Linked DNA regions of Mus musculus: region 2 is linked to region 1. Evidence: chromatin contacts called from public HiChIP or PLAC-seq data. All regions are on one chromosome and are shown on one strand. The core of a region is the stretch at or near the end of the contact, and the rest is flanking DNA. Distances in the headings are between cores, read along the strand shown. Region 1 overlaps Raf1 (v-raf-leukemia viral oncogene 1). Region 2 holds the start of Tmem40 (transmembrane protein 40).

What was found. HiChIP or PLAC-seq counts read pairs in DNA pulled down with a chosen protein or histone mark.
Region 2: a contact with region 1 is called in an H3K27ac HiChIP or PLAC-seq map of embryonic stem cells, with 13 read pairs. The contact joins the promoter of Tmem40 here to the enhancer-like site in region 1. A contact is called at or near these places in 4 of 39 promoter capture datasets (HPC-7-derived erythroid cells, embryonic stem cells, macrophages and 1 more), 1 of 15 datasets of contacts at CTCF or cohesin (CD8 T cells), 3 of 484 Hi-C or Micro-C datasets (bone marrow-derived macrophages, embryonic stem cells and stem cell-derived neural progenitor cells), 8 of 115 datasets of contacts at active chromatin or transcription factors (the HPC-7 cell line, bone marrow-derived macrophages, embryonic stem cells and 3 more) and 2 of 9 other capture datasets (adipose tissue and pancreatic islet).

The regions. Positions count from the first base shown.
Region 1 is chr6:115,649,309-115,653,479 of GRCm38.p6, forward strand. The region is part of intron 1 of Raf1 (v-raf-leukemia viral oncogene 1); the gene reads right to left. Among named protein-coding and RNA genes, the nearest start is that of D830050J10Rik, 25 kb to the right of the region's middle. Within about 2 kb of position 1,858, at least 92 of the 459 cell types and tissues checked have an H3K27ac peak or open chromatin away from gene starts, as enhancers often do. A contact at or near this core is called in the HPC-7 cell line, adipose tissue, bone marrow-derived macrophages and 4 more, where this site is marked.
Region 2 is chr6:115,757,044-115,761,214 of GRCm38.p6, forward strand. It overlaps Tmem40 (transmembrane protein 40), which reads right to left and starts at 1,956. Exons shown (of 12, transcript NM_144805.2): 1 at 1,895-1,956.

The DNA of each region.
Region 1 (4,171 bases), core at 608-3,107:
AACCCCTAATGACCTGAGTCTAGAAACATCAAACTCCCACTAGCAATGTTTACATACACAAATGTTTTTCTTTTCTTTTCTTCTAAGGAAAAGAAGAAACAGCAGATAACCCACAATTAAGTTCCCATGCACCTATGGTCCTGCTGACAGGACACAGCACAGCACAGCTCACCTCAAAGGAATGAGAGAGAATTTATTCTAAGCCAAAAATGAGTGGCAGCAGCCTAGGAACGAGGACTTATGTGGCCTCAAATGACAAGCCTCATCATAGAAGTGGCTACAAGGGAAAGAAGTCATATGTCAACGTACTAACTGAGTTCACCAGCAGGAACAGAGCAAGAGGATGCAAGGGGAGCGGGGCGTTCTACTCCAGGCTCCAGATCCACCCAAGCCACAGTGAGACTGGGGATGGGTGGAACCTAAAGGTCTGTTCAGAGGACAGTTCAGAGGTTTTGCTTGATATCCAAGTGTTTGACCAAATAGATGCTTGGACAATGAATGACTATTAAGAGGACTAAAGGTAGCCCAAGATAATTCACTCAGAACATTCTAACTCTCCACAATTAAAGAAGTTCTAATTCAGTCTTCTAGAAACCTTCTACACAGATATGCTTTTTGTTTTACTTTTGTTTTCTGGGAACTTAGCCCCGTAAGCTTATTATCTTCCCCATGGAGGAAGCAGTAAGGCTTGTGCTGGGTTCTGAGAACTTCCTGGTGGCTGAACATGACTGACATAATCCAACAGGGCAGCACTTCACAAAACACAGGACACATCCCTCCTGGATGACTTTAAGGAATATGGGGCAAGGCACTGACTACAACCAATGACCCTAACAGGGGTTTGAGGGGGAGAAAGCCTCAGCTGGTGCTAGAAGGGCTTTGTTTGCATTTCTCTAATACTTCCTAATTTCTATCTAGCTCAAAGCCCTGGAGAAACCAGATAGTTAACTAAAGTAACACTGCTGACTTCCTTTTACCAAAATAGTATAGAAAGTATAATATTATATGCAACTCTCCTAGGAGCTCTGCTTAATCTCCACATTCTTACAAGTTCTTATATAACACTGCTGTTCCTTGATTTGAGGTAAAATAATAAATATAAATAGTGAACCAGAGCCAACGAAGTGGCTCTCTTGGGTAAAAGCACTTGTCATTCAAGCCTGAGTTCAATATCCAGAAGCCATAGTGCAAAGTGACACATGACTCTTATTAAGTTGTCCTCTGTTCTCCACATTTGAACCATAGCAAGCACATATGCAGTCACATGCCATAAACACACAATAATCATAAATAAATAAAAATGTAAAAGGTAGGGAGGGCCAGAGAGATGCTGGGCGTGTAGACGGCTTGACATCAACCCTGTCCTGAGTTTGATCACCTCTACTCACACGGTGGACGATAAGAACCAGCATCAAGCTGCCCTCTGATCTCCACATGTGCCCCATGGCACAAACACACACTCACACTCATGCATGCACAAAATGAAGGAATACATGTTGGGTGCAATGCAGTACATTTTAAGTACAGCAGCTCACTGCTCTTCTGTTAGGTGAGAAAGGCAAAGGCCTTTAGTGGAACACTATGCTAGCAGAAAAGATGTCCTTTACATAATATGACCTTGTACTTAACAGTTCCTAGAGCCCAGGGAGGCTAAAAGATGGCACTGGAGCCCCTGGAACTGGAGTTACTGATAATTGAGTTGTGAGCTGCCACAAGAGGACTGGGACCACACCCCAGTCCTTTGCAAGACCAGCCAGTACACTTAACCTCTCAACCTCTGAGCCAGAACTCCAGCCCCACCCCAGGCTTTTAAACAAACCTAATCACCATAAAATTCTAGACCTGACCTAAAGTCTGTCAGTTCACTTCCACTCTCCTGTACCTCCAGCAGTCTCTTGCTAAACAAAGCCTGTCCTCTGTCATCTCTCCTGCCTCAAAGCAAACATCAAGGGTCATTTCAAAAGCTGCGTGGCTTCCCCTGCCCACCCTGTTTTCCTAGACAGGGGACCTCATTGTAGCCCAGCCTAGCCTCTCTAGCCTCCACCTCCTAAGTTCAGGGATCACACAAGTGTACCAGCACAGCTGACTGTTCACAAGCAGTCTACAGAGTTCTCTTTCAGCAAAGTGAGATGCACAACCTACACTTCCCTTTAAAGGAACACTTATGTTCATTTAACAGCCATCTCCCTCACACTCTAGCCCCAACCTTGAAAAATTACAGCAGAATCAAAGCTGGAACTTGATCTTAAATGGAGACACTGGGCATGGGGTTCTTAAAACTGAAAACAGAAAAAAAAATTTTTTAATTAAATTAAATTAAAAAAACTGAAAACAGACAAACTCATGAGCATGTTGGGCCATGCGTATCAATACACAGGTCACTGTTAAAGGGGCAATAATCTCCACATTCATCTAGGGGTTTCAATCAATCCCTATTTATGGTTTCAATCCTGTGATAAAATATCATGACCAAAAAAAACTTGGGGAGAAAAGGGTTTATTTCATTTTACAGCTGTATTCCATCATCCAGAGAAGTCAAGGTAGGAACTTGAGACAGAAACCTGAGGCAGGAACAAAAAAAGCTGAGGCCATAAAAAGAGTGCTATTTGCTGGCTTGCTCCTCCTGGCTTGCTTTCTTATACTCCCAGGACCACCCACAGTGGACTGGGCTCCCCCATAATCAGTTACTGATTAAGAAAATGACCCACAGGTAGACCAATGTTATGGAAGCATTTTTCAACTGTGGCCCCCTCTTCTCAAATTATTCTAGCTTGTGTCAAGGTGACAAAAAATTTTTTTAATTTTTTTTAAAAATCAAACATTTTTGTAGAAGATGACAAGCTGATCCTAAAACTCATATGGAAACACAAATGACACAGAGAAGCCAAAACAGTCTCAACTTTTGGTTCGGGTTTTTTGTCATTGTTGTTTTGACTCAGGATCTAGACTATAGACTAGACTGGAATTTTTAGATTAACACAAGCTAACCTTGAACCACCTGTAACTCCAGAGGAACCCAGAATCCTCTTCTGGCCTGAGAGCATTTGTATTCATGTGGTACACAGAAACACACACACATACTCATAGAATAATAAATCTTTAAAAGTGGTTAACTTTTAAAAAGTTATTTTATTTATCTTTAATTTATATGTGTATATATATATATATCCTTATTATATATATAATTAAAGATAAATATCACATATGTGATATATATAAATATATATATGGGTGATATAGATATAGATATATGTATTGGTGTTTTGTCTGAATGTATGTCTGTGCATCATGTACATGCCTGGTGCCTATAGAGGCCAGAAGAGGACATCAAATCTCCTGGAACTGGAGTTACAGGTGGCTATATGTCAGCCAGTGTGAGTACTGGGAACCAAACCCAGGTCCTCTAGAAGAGCAGCCAACGTTCTTAATTGCTGAGCCCTCTCTACAGCCATAACCTCTTTTTTTAAGACAAGGTCTCGCTATGTAACCCTGGCTGGCCTGTAACTTGCAATGTAGGAGACCAGGCGGGCTGCCTGCCTCCACCTGCCAAGTGCTGGGTGGGAGTAAGGATATGCACCAGTATACCCAGGAAACTTTATTGTACATATATTTTGCCATTTCTTTAGTTACAGTTAACTGAATTTATTATGTCATTTAAAAAAAAAGCATGCTGATCATTAAAAGTGGAACATTACTAAAATTACTAAATCTGAAGTTCCTAGGACAGCTACCTAACCCTCAGTATCTTTCTTAGTGGTTTCTTCCTTGTGACAGCAAGAATGGGTAACACTGCATCAAGTCCTACTCCCAGCATGAAGTCTCAAGATCTGGAGACATCAATTTACAAATTAAAAAAAAAATCCTATCTTCAATGTACAACATAAAGCCTAATAAAATTATCCTTTTGCCTTCCAAAAGTCTGTCCAGAACAATTTTTTTATCAACTAAAATTATAGGACTTCCAAGTAATTTTAAAAACTGTTATCATTTTTGTGTATGGAGGGCAGGATATTTGCATGTGAATACAGGTGTCTATGGAGGCCAGAGCTGTAGATGCCCTGGAGCTGGAGTTACAAGTGGTTGGGAGTCAACTACTGTGGGTGCTGGGAACTGAACCAGATGCTCTGCAAGAACAAGCAGCCTTCTGAAGTGCTGAGCCACGGCTCCAGCC
Region 2 (4,171 bases), core at 706-3,205, 110 kb after region 1:
CAACTGTGGCAGCATCATTGAAAATAGCCCGACGGTGGAAACAACAGAAGTCTCTGTCAACTGGCCAATGGATGCACAGCCATGCAGGGGAAGGCAGGGCGATCTAATGTCATGTGGATGAGCATCCAAGTCAGAAGGGACTAAATACTGCACACACACAGATTGCCCAGCCAGGGATGGTGAGGGAGATCAGAGGGTAAACGTGACACCAAACCTGACCTCCTGAGTTCAGTTTCCCATCATTCACATAGCAGAAGGCGAGAACTAGCTCTCAAAAGTTGGTGGCACACACCTTTAATCCCAGCACTCGGGAGGCAGAGGCAGGCGGATTTCTGAGTTCGAGGCCAGCCTGGTCTACAGAGTGAGTTCCAAGACAGCCAGGACTACCCAGAGAAACCCTGTCTTGAGAAAGAAAAAAAAAAAGTTGTCCTCTCATCTCCACATTTGTGTCATAGCATGCACAATGTACACATGTATTCCACACACACACATATTAAACAAACAGACACATTTTTTTCTTTTACAGGCTCCGAAATGCCTAGCTATATCCATGGGGTCAAAGCAACTAGTTCCTGAGGGGGAAGTGCCCGTTGTACAGGACCAGCCCTATCCTGGGATGAGAAGTGTTTTGAATTTGATAGCCAAGGTTGTATAATTCAGTGAGTCTATGGGAAACCTCTGAATTGTCCTTGTAAAGAGGGAACGATTACAGCAGACAAAGCCCATCTGTCAATAAAGGAGGCAGGTGAGACAGGCTTTCATGTAGCCCAGGCTGGCCTTGAACTTATTGTATAGTTGAGGGTGACTTTGAACTCCTGATTCTCCTGACCCCATCTCCCAAGTGCTGGGGTTACAGGTATATGTTGTCATGTCTGGTTCAACAAAGCTGTTTCAGAGAGAGAGGGACAGAGAGAGACAGAAAGACAGAGGAAGAGTCTCACACACACACACACACACACACAGGTGGGGGAGAACAGACGTGGCTGAGAAAGCAGCTTCAGGAGAATGTTAGAGCCAGATGGGCTAGTGTGGCAGAGGCCACATCACCCAGAGTTCTGGTCCCACTCTCTACAGATCTGTTTCCTTGACCAAAACAGGGTGTCCCCCCCCCACAACTCCACCACTACCACCACCACCACCACCACCACACACATTATTTTCACCATGCCTCCCCTAACACATGCTCCTACCTCTAGGTAGGGCCCTGGATTATCTAGGGCAGTTTTAAACAGAACTAAAGAGGACAATAGCACCATTCTGTCCCCTTTAAAAGACCTGTTGGGGGCTTGAGGACCAGGATACTCTGAGCAGAAACCACCGGATGAGGATGGCTGTCATAGGGAGAAGTAACCCCCAAGAGGGCTGAGTGTGGTTCCCTGGGGTCTGCCAGCACCCTCTCCCCTGGGGCCATCCCTCGTGATGAGAGGCTATGAGGGAGGAAGGTGGCTTTACCTGATCTGAGCCAGAGGCCGAGGCTGAGACCCTTTGCATTCCCTAAGCTTCTGGCTTCCACCACAACAGGCTGAGAAAAGCCTCTAGATACTTAGTCAAATCCTTCATTTCCAAATGGGGAAACTGAGGTCCAGTGAGGCCAGGCATTTCTAAAAGTCCACAGCAAGCCAGTGATAAGAGTCAGCGCTGGTCATGGACTGTCTAAGCTATGGAAGTGTCAAAACAAATATGAGGGGCAAATGGTCCATCCTGCCCCGATGTCATCCACAACGGACACTGAGGGGCCTCAGCAAGCCAGGGAGGTGCAGAGCTGGGCTTCCATCCCAGGCCACCAAGGAAGCACAGGGAGCCTAAAGATCAACCATGTCTCCCAATCCTCTTGAAACCACCCCGATCCACCCCCACCCCTGCTTGACCAGTCCCATGTCCCATGTCCCATTACCTGGAGTCCCTGGGCTCATGTGAGCTGCAAGGTGAGCTGTGTGTTGACTGTGAATGTGGCCGGGCTGGGGAAGGAGAGGCCATGGCACCGTGACAGCAGAGGGCGGGGCAACCATGACGTTGCCCCTGGGCCCCCGCTGGCTCACCCTGGTGCTGTGGCATTGGCATTCCTTCCTGTGGTGCTATCAGCCCCCAGGCCTTCCTGTCTGACTTGCCTCTTCCCCCAGCATCCTAAGAGGGGCTGATGGTGGCAAACACACCCCCACAGACCCCAGGATCACACTAAAACCTGAAGCCCCGAGTGGCAACCATGGTGGACCTCCCCAGGTCGTGACAAACTCCAGGAAGGGAGGAGTTGAGGGTTTGTCTTGGGTTCCTCCTCCTTGCCCAGGCGGCTGATTCAGGTTCCAGCCATGTGTCCCGACCTGCCCTGCAAGTTAGAAGATGCTGTCATGTTCCCTGCTTCTGGATACCAAGGCTGGAGTGGTGTATGGAGAGGACGAGGGAGTTCAGGGACCATGGAGAGGGGCTGAAAGCCATACAGTGCTTCCCCTTGGGGAGGGAACTGGGTGGAAGCAAGGAGGCAGGTCAGGAGAGCAGCCGCCTGGCTAGGATGGGTAGGAACTCAGTCCTCAAGAGGCAGGAAACCAAGGGTTACCTCACCCAGCTGCCACCTCTGCGTTGTGCTCACTCATCAGTCACCCTGAGCAACAGGACAGGAAATGTTTGCTGCCACTGTCCAGGGGAGTACCGACCAGCAGGGATAAAAGGCAGGGCCATGAGCTTCCTGGAAAAGAAGGCCCCGCTCATCCTAGTCTCAGGCCCGACCCATGACTATTTGCTCAAGCTCAGCATGTGCTCAACCTGTGAAGCAAGTCCTACAGGCCTGCCTCTGTTGTCCCCCAAGCCCCACCCCTGCCCCCAATCCACTTCCACAGTCACCATGTGGTTCTTACACCACCACTTCTCTTCCCCGGCTTCTGCCCTGCCCCTCCCCCATTGCTGTCCAACTGGGCAGCCAATTTAGCTCCGTACCCACTATGAATAACTGTCAGTTCTCAGGGCACAGCCCATTCTCGAAGTCCATCTGCCCCATGCCTCTTGTTCCGACCTTAACTCTATGACAGCCTCTCTCCCTCAGCCAGTGCTATCCCAGATAGGCACCTACCTCAGGACCTTTGCACTGGCTGTTCTATTCAGAACTCTTTCCCTTAGAAAGCCTTCTTTCTTCACTCTTTAGGTCTCTATTCAAATGTTACCTTCCCAAAGGGCCTGCTGTGATCAGCCTGCTAGGACGCTAGCTCCTCCTCAGCCTACCTCAGCCTACCTCAGCCTGCCTCAGCCTGCCTCAGCCTGCCTCAGCCTGCCTCAGCCTGCCTCAGCCTGTTTCAGCCTGCCTCTGCCTGCCTCAGCCTGCCTCTGCCTGCCTCAGCCTGCCTCTGCCTGCCTCAGCCTGCCTCAGTCTGCCCTGCTGTTCCACACTCCACACGTTATTTTCTGGTGCAAATTTCCTCATTAAGCACGTGCTCTAGGATCTGGGACAGGGACCAATGTGTAGAAGGCATTCAGTCAATTTTGCTGCATGAGAAAGCGATCAGAAAGGTTAGCCTGATGTGTGCGTGTCTGGTGGTGGGGAGGGTGGAGGGCACACTCCAGACATCACTCCATATGGTATGAGAACAAACAAACAAACAAACAAACAACCTTATTTATTCTCATAATGTACTCACTTCAGATGAGCAAGAGACAAAATCACCTGGAAACCCCTTAGAAACTGCTAAACCCCCGGGGCCCTTCCTAGCCACATGCAATCACAAGTTGTCCCCAGGCTATCCTAGCACATCTGCGCTGACACATGCTCATGTCAGAGCCCCACCAGTCTGAATGTTTTCTGCCATCTTGAAGGCTTAAATGACTGGCACACAGGAAGTGCCTTCTCAAAGGAATCGTCTAACTTTGGTTTCCCTTCTTCTGATTCTGTCATGAGGCACTTCCCCCCACCCCCACCCCGTGCCTCAGTTTCCCTCTCTGCCTCTCCTGAAGCACCTGCTTGGATATTTACCTGGAGCCTGACAGCAGTACCTCCGAGTGGGCAGATGTCATAGTCAGGGTGGACCTGTCTGAGGTGTCAAGGAGCCCCCCCCCCACCTTAGCTCCACCCAGGTGATGTCAGTGCCCAGTGTGTGGGTGACTCACAGCCTCCCACCAGGATGGAGCACAGCTGACAGCCCCCGGGGAGTCAGCACAGCAGCTGGGCTTGACTGACAGCTTTCCTGCA